Regions from separate parts of the Bombyx mori genome. Here region 2 is linked to region 1. A link is a contact called in public Hi-C data. All regions are on one chromosome and are shown on one strand. Each heading gives the region's core, a stretch centred on a gene start, on an enhancer-like site or on the middle of the called end of the contact. The rest is flanking DNA. Distances are from core to core; before and after follow the strand shown.

Region 1 (3,527 bases), core at 388-2,887:
TACGGTCACGCGCATCTTATAAAGGACGGCAGATTATACATGTCCTCAGTTGAGTTCTGTCTCATTAAGGGTGAGAGCAAGAACCAGACCCAACTGTTGAAAAAATTCGGTCGAGAATATTGTTCTGACGGGAACGCATTGTGACAGCCCCACCTTCCGGGGCCATATCATATTCACATGATGAATTTTTGTAATTGACAGTTTTTGTAATTCTTGGTAAATGTAATTAATGTAATAAATTTGTTTATGTGCAGGTGATGCTCTGGAGTCCCCCGCTCCCTCTCCGCAGCACGGCGCGTCCCTCGGCCCCGACATGCACTCGCGCCTCGAGCTGTACGCCACCCGCCTCGCGCAGGTCGAGCTCAGCGCCGCCGACACTCCCGACAGGTACACCTCGCCCCGCCGCGCACCGCCGCGCCCCGCCCCGCACCGCCGCGCCCCGCCGCGCCCCGCCGCGCACCGCACCGTCCCGTTCCGCTACGCCACGACCCGTCTCGTCCCGTCCCACCCCATCGCAACTTTGATCTCGCGCATCGACAGAATATTGAATATACTTTGAAGGCTATAATTACTCTTAGGTCTTCTTATCATGAAATTGAAACTAACCATTACATCCTTTACCGTTACAGCGATGAAGAACATCAGCTCATAGCTCAGTACTGCGCCTCACTGAACGGCGGAGGGGAGTCCGAAGAAGCTCCTCGCTCGCCTGTGCAAGTGGTCTCCATTATCCACCGCGAGCAGAGACACGAACTCGAGGCCATGATTAGGTACACTACACACAGACACATGCGGTTAGGGCAATGCAGTTAAACATTCCTTATCACTTTCAAAACATCTTTATTTATAGGGAACTGGAAGAAGAAAACGCAAGTCTCCAAGCGGAGTACGAGCGTCTGAAGGCTAAGCAGACTCCAGGCTCCACGCCCGAGGAGCAGCAGCACGGCGTCAGCGACAATAGCCGCAGCGGACCGGTAGACCAGGTCAGAGGAACTTATAATACAAATAATTCTGGCTTCTACAGGAGGGATGTTGATGTTGTGTCTGGCGCTACGTGACCGGACTTGGCGTAACGTGGCTTGACGTGACGTGACGTCACACATGTGTTGTGACGTCTAAGCATACAAATACTCATTTAGAATATACTAAATTGGTGCTTGTGAACCTTTCTTGATCATAGCTCTACTAACCGCGGTTCCAGTATAAAATAATAAACAGATGGTCCCAAAACAGTCCTCAGAATCTAAATATAATAATCACAAGTTGTACTTATTTATTATGATGAGCTCACGGCCCACCTGGTGTTAGCTGATCACTGGAATATACCGACAGTACAGCGTGAATGCTGTCCCCTTAAGACAGGAGTTCAAGATGTGTGTAGGGGTGTTCCGCCCTCTAATCCGTCATTCACTTAGCGTCGAATCGTCGCTATGAGTTATGAGATGACTCTACGGCACCAACTGCGGTTATGACTATAGCTCGCCCGTGCATTCATCAGTCTTCACAGCACAGTGCATACGATGAATCGGAAATATATTTCAGGACATGATGGCCGAGGCTCGTCTTCTCCGTCAGCACAAGGGCCGGCTGGAGGCTCGCATGCACATTCTGGAGGAACACAACAGACAACTCGAAGCTCAGCTGCAGCGTCTACGCACCTTACTCGACGAGGTAGGCAGTCCAGTCCCTCTCAACCTCACCCAATCTCACCCAACCTCGCTGGTAAACTAGCACGATAAAATTAATAAGCTGCCACGTGGCAATATTCGCGATGCCCGAGGACTCGTTTGCCTTTCAATAAAAAACAAAACTAAACTGTGTAAGGAACTTGAATTGTATTTCATCACTGACGTACATGGACCTCTGCCAAGTCCCGCGCTGTCTGCATCCAATGGATTTCCTTATATCACTGACATTGTTATAAACACTTCCAGCCGGCCCAGGGCTCGCCCCCAGCGCGCACCGGAACATTACAGACACGTTCGGTGACCGCTTCGCAGCTTGCAACTGATTCACCAGCCAAAATGCACAATGGACTCTACCACGAGTCACAAACAAGTATGTTCAGTAATGCTTTTAATGTTTTTAATTTGAAATATTTAGATTAAGAACTTAAAATTTCTTAGTATAAATTATAGTTTACTACTTTAAAGGTCTGATTTTTCTGTACCACTGAGTAGCGACAGAAAATCGCAGCGACTTGAGTGCTAATTAAAAACAATGGTAAAAATCTGGTAACACTTATATGTCAGTTCAAATATAAAAAAAGTAATGCTTTGAAATTCGTTTAAATAACGTCGGCCATTTTGTTGTAATGGCGTACAAGATGGCGGCGCTCGTTGGGCTGGCGCCGAGCGGCCCCCCCCGCCCCCGCACACCGTGCACTCCCTCATGCACTGCGCAGGTCAGCGGTGTCAATAATGTGTTCACACTTTTGTTTCGCTTTTTGTGCAATTGTTTTAGATTTTAAAAGATTTACGTTCAAATAACTCAAGCTTTTTAAAAAATCTAAATATAATTTGTGTTCAATGATTTCTCAATAATACAGTGGAATTGTCGAATTTTAACTAGTTTAATCATTTTGGCAATTACGATTCGTATTGTAGTAATAAGTAGTACTGTAGTAAATGCGATTCGTAGCTGTTCAAAGAAACGAAGCTTGTCACCACCTCCAAACAACGGATAATGCCGATCGGTCAAAACTCTGAACACTATGCTATCCGATTTTGCTTGAGATCCCTGTTCACATTGAGTGAATTCGTGTCAAAATATATATTTGGCATTTAATGAAAATTTCACGTACTTAAGTCATAAGTTGGGTGTTGTGAACTCAAGATTCAGCTGAAGCCGTGTGAACTGATTAAACTACAATTGCGTATAAATCTAAAATTCATTGTAATCACAATTTGGGTTTTATGCTTCCTTCGTCTGTTTTTGAAATGTTGCCAGCACAAAAATATCACGATAAATTTTAAACCTTAAAATATTTAAATTTATATTTGCTAAAATATGATGCCAGATGTAACTTTGTTTATTTGAAATCTAGGCTTGTGTTTGCATGGTTGTTGCATGTACAGAAACCTAATAGAATTAATCATTAAAAATTAATTATATCGTCATTCTCTTTGTTTTCTACTGCATTCAAAACAGGACGCATACCCTGAGGTAATCAACTTTTTTTTTTATTAAACATGGGATTTAATTATTCGGCACTAGTTCCATGGTTTTCTTTACCTTTACTTATTTCGCGTTATCTTGAATTTTACGTGAGTTTTCTATCAGGCAGTGATGAGTGGATAAAACAAATGACTATATCTAATCCCAACCTATAAGGAACCTATCTATAACCGATATGGAACTCCAAACCCTAAGGCTGACTTAGTTACGATTTAAAATGTTTGAAAAATGTTCTGTCTGTGTCGCAGCTGATTTATTCGAAACTGCGATCACTAATTTTAGTATATTATACGCAATATAAAATACAGCTTATTGAGCGAGTTATTAAGTACATAATCTTAAAATGTTAT
Region 2 (3,737 bases), core at 990-3,489, 45 kb before region 1:
CAAAACTCTTCTGAACGACATCTTAGATAAATAACAGGTTAAGTTAATACTTTATTTAATGCAGGTTTTGAACCGTATTCTTTGAAGGAGACGATTATATTCAAATCAATCTGTATCGCCATATCAATAACATTTTTTTGTCCAAATGCACAGATTGCCACCTTTGATAATAGACGACTCATATGTACTACGCTTAATGTTGACACGCTCCTTTCAGGGTTCCGTGTTTGAGAAACGGAACCCTTATTTTCAAAATGTCAGTGAATCGACCACTGATATCTAACTTACAAGACTGCTTATATTTTTGTATAACATTAAATGGACTGAAGGAATAATAGTCGAACTATTTGGGGTTAAAGTATGAAATTGTCGATTTTTACTGAAAAATAGAAAATCGTTTTTTTTTTCATTTAACATATATTTATTTAAGCAAAATATGTCCAAATCGGCAATTTCATACTTTAATCCCTATTAGTATTGAGTGAGTATCGGAGATCTATAATGTCCGACAGAGTGAATGACGACCCTCACATATAAGGTTGGAGTCTCAACTGTATGTAGTATGATACTGAAATACTATAATATGACAATCCTACCGTCGAATGCACCTTTCGAACCTTAGAAATAGGTAGGTTGGTAATACACAAAATGGCGTGTGGTGAAATTACTAATTTTTATCGCTAATTTTTATATTATTGCTAATTACTAAATATTATTGGTTTTTCAATAATGCTAGTAAGTATATGCCTAAGTGAGAAATTAAAATTCTTTCGCTGCTGTTTATACCGGGCTCTGGGAACCTGATAAAAGTAATAATTGCAGTAAGAACCCGTCAAATAATAGTGTTCATAAAAATAAAACTAAATAGGGGTGTATCATTAGGTAGATTGTACCGTTATAGTGCTCTGTACGCTTTTAGTCTAGATATTTTTGGATGAAATTCATCTCAAGCTCGCTTCGGAGAGATCATCATTTATATCGAGAGACCGTCGAGGTCATTTTAGGCCGATATTAGAATGAAACGCTTGAACAATATAATCATTTAGTTTTTCGATATTTTGTGTGACGCACAATAAGTTTTTTTTTTACGTATTTGCTATGAATTTTAATTATGAATGTTCATTCTGACTCCGGAACCCTTAATATACGTTTCTGAATGAATTACACAATTTTATTTAAATTTTTCACATCTTCATTTTTTTGATGTGAAACATCTATAGCCGCACGTAAAACCGATTTCTGGCGTGGCGACGCATGCCGTGGCGACGCGTCGCTATATGATGGTATATATATGCAGTCTATATGCAGTAGTGTGTACGGTGTGGCGACGCGTCGCCATACGCAATCGACTGTGCGATTCTCTCCCACTCGATCCGGCGTTAGGCCATCTCTCTCGCTACACTGAGCTCGGATACCTATAGTGTATACTCCGTAGTGTATACAGTGTTGTTTACTACAGTACCTACACATAACCTGTGTTTTACTTGAAAACAAATTATTTTTTCGTAATATTTTATTTTATCATTAAGACATATTTAGTTCCTATCACAATCTGTTCTTTTCTGCATATTACTTTTACAAAATAATGTCGATGTTTCACATCTGTCAGGCACATTTTTTTTAAACTTCTATACTGTTTCTGTGTGCTTGGTGCGAGTTTTTAACGTTCTCGATAGCGTAAAAGTTAACTCAAATTAGCACACGGGAGACCTACGTCGAAACCGTCAGCTACAAACCTAGTAGGTACTAAACACACGTTTATTTAACTAAGCCTGCTTGTCGTTTTGAAAGTCCATAAATCGTGAACCGACTGATACATTGCAGAATCACGACATTAGCGGCAAGACGTCCTCCGCGTACTCACTAAGCCGTTATCCTCGCGCCATGCATTGCGTGGAATTCAAGACAAATGACACATAGCTACATAAAATTAATTTATGTAATATTGATTAAAATAAACATTCATTTTTTAGCGTTATGGTGTCGGAAATCTTTCTTTTCGAAAACTGTTTTAATACGCCCTCCATTTTAATCATTATATTAAGTTTTCTGTTAACAATTACGCAATGAACTAATAACAGGATTAATATCAACAAAACGAACAAAATTGTATAACGCTATTCAAGTTCAAAGCGCTAGTCTAAAGATATTTCAATAACCGCACAGGATACCTTTCTCGTGATGCAAAGGACCTAGCTTAAATAATAATAAAGTGCTTAAGTATCGTGTGTATGTAAATTGTAAAATGTATCGGCGCCGGCGCTCGGCAAGTCGCGACGGCCAGTGTCATGGCGGCCGCGGGGAGCGACGCGTGTTGCCGCCGCGCGCCATTTTGACTAAAAAAAAAAGAAAAATAAATTTACGTATAAACGTATAAAACCTGTTCAGTAAAAAATGTTTGTGTTGTGTTTAAAGTACTTGTGTGGATTAAAATAACATATTTCGAGATTAAAACAGAATATAATCTGGATTAAACAGTGTTGTATGCATACATTTGTACGTTTCGTTAAAAAAAATTTAAACTTAGCCCAATTAAAATGATAATTTTCGAAAATTACTTTATATTGGTTTAGCATTCTAATTTTTTTGTACGTGATTTTGGGAACACTGAAAATATAGGCTAGCCAGCAATCACTCACACGGAGATCCACAATGATGGGCCACGATCGCAATCTTCAAATGGTCTTTCTTACCTTTTTTTTTAATTAAAAAGGGATGAACTCAATGTCCGTGAGTGAGTGGGCAACTCAAAAGAGCTGTTAGCGGAGCCGCGGTTGCTTTGCGGAAAAAGTATGCATGACTGCGGTATTAACCCGTGTGAGCCCGCGTGTTCTACCACCAGTAATTATGCAAATTATACGAATCTGGGGGCTTGAATTTTTATTGCACGATATCGTTCATTGATTTTGGGAAGTCGATCGTGAATTGGAATGCCGCCTCAATTATATACTTAAGTTGTGTATTTATAAGAAGAGCTTACGTTAAAGTTTAAGAAAATATTCTTCCAGTCTAGTAGCTTAGAAAGGGAGGTAGTAGTCTAATAATAATTAGTACTCTGCGGAATTGTTAGAGATGATCCCATCATCTCGTTTCTACCATCGCCCCGCCACCGGAGTAGAGTTCACCCATACTACCTGGAGCCACTGCGTTTATCTACAGTGCGTTTCCAGAGATCTTTTTTGCCACGTACCAGCCGGTTTTGGACTGAGCTCCCCTCCAGTAACAGCAAAAGATGCATGTAGTAACTAATGATGTCATCGTCATGGTTAGGTCACGCGACAGGAACAGGAGACGTCAATGCATCCACTGAATACAGTTTGCAAAAAAAAACTCCTTATTGGAAGCCCCAGAATGAAACCAGCTCCATAGTAGTTTTCCCAGTCAATAGCAGTATCAAGTCTTTTAGTCTGTGTTAGAGACATCAATAATGATGTTTTTAATGATTCATGTTTATCTCTTAATGTAACATAATACGCCATGTTTGTTTGTTGTTCGAGCTTATCTATCGAAAGCTCTATACGAAGTTCAAATAAAGCGTCGTTTGTAATTTTAAAACGATTAAGACCTGAGACGAATTGTTGTTAGGACCAAAGTAGAGCTTTTTTGGATAACTTAGACGCCTACGATGCCTGTCGATGTTCGGGGCCCATAAAATACAAAGGCGTTACTTAGATCGAATATTCATTTGTATTTAAGTTATATCCTTCAACATTTTCACTTATAAGAAAGTCGAAGAA

What was found. Hi-C and Micro-C count contacts between places; a contact is called where the count stands out from the background.
Region 2: a contact with region 1 is called in a Hi-C map of midgut, with 1.7 times the contacts expected there. The contact joins two enhancer-like sites. A contact is called at or near these places in 2 of 7 Hi-C or Micro-C datasets (midgut and whole pupa).

The regions. Positions count from the first base shown.
Region 1 is chr7:13,355,816-13,359,342 of ASM3026992v2, reverse strand. It overlaps LOC101738393 (dystrophin), which reads left to right. Exons shown (of 61, transcript XM_038012113.1): 55 at 255-387; 56 at 630-770; 57 at 851-983; 58 at 1,543-1,671; 59 at 1,935-2,058; 60 at 2,327-2,404. Among protein-coding and RNA genes, the nearest start is that of LOC101738123, 8.3 kb to the right of the region's middle. Within about 2 kb of position 1,637, at least 4 of the 8 cell types and tissues checked have open chromatin away from gene starts, as enhancers often do.
Region 2 is chr7:13,401,598-13,405,334 of ASM3026992v2, reverse strand. The region is part of intron 44 of LOC101738393 (dystrophin); the gene reads left to right. Among protein-coding and RNA genes, the nearest start is that of LOC101738123, 54 kb to the right of the region's middle. Within about 2 kb of position 2,239, at least 4 of the 8 cell types and tissues checked have open chromatin away from gene starts, as enhancers often do.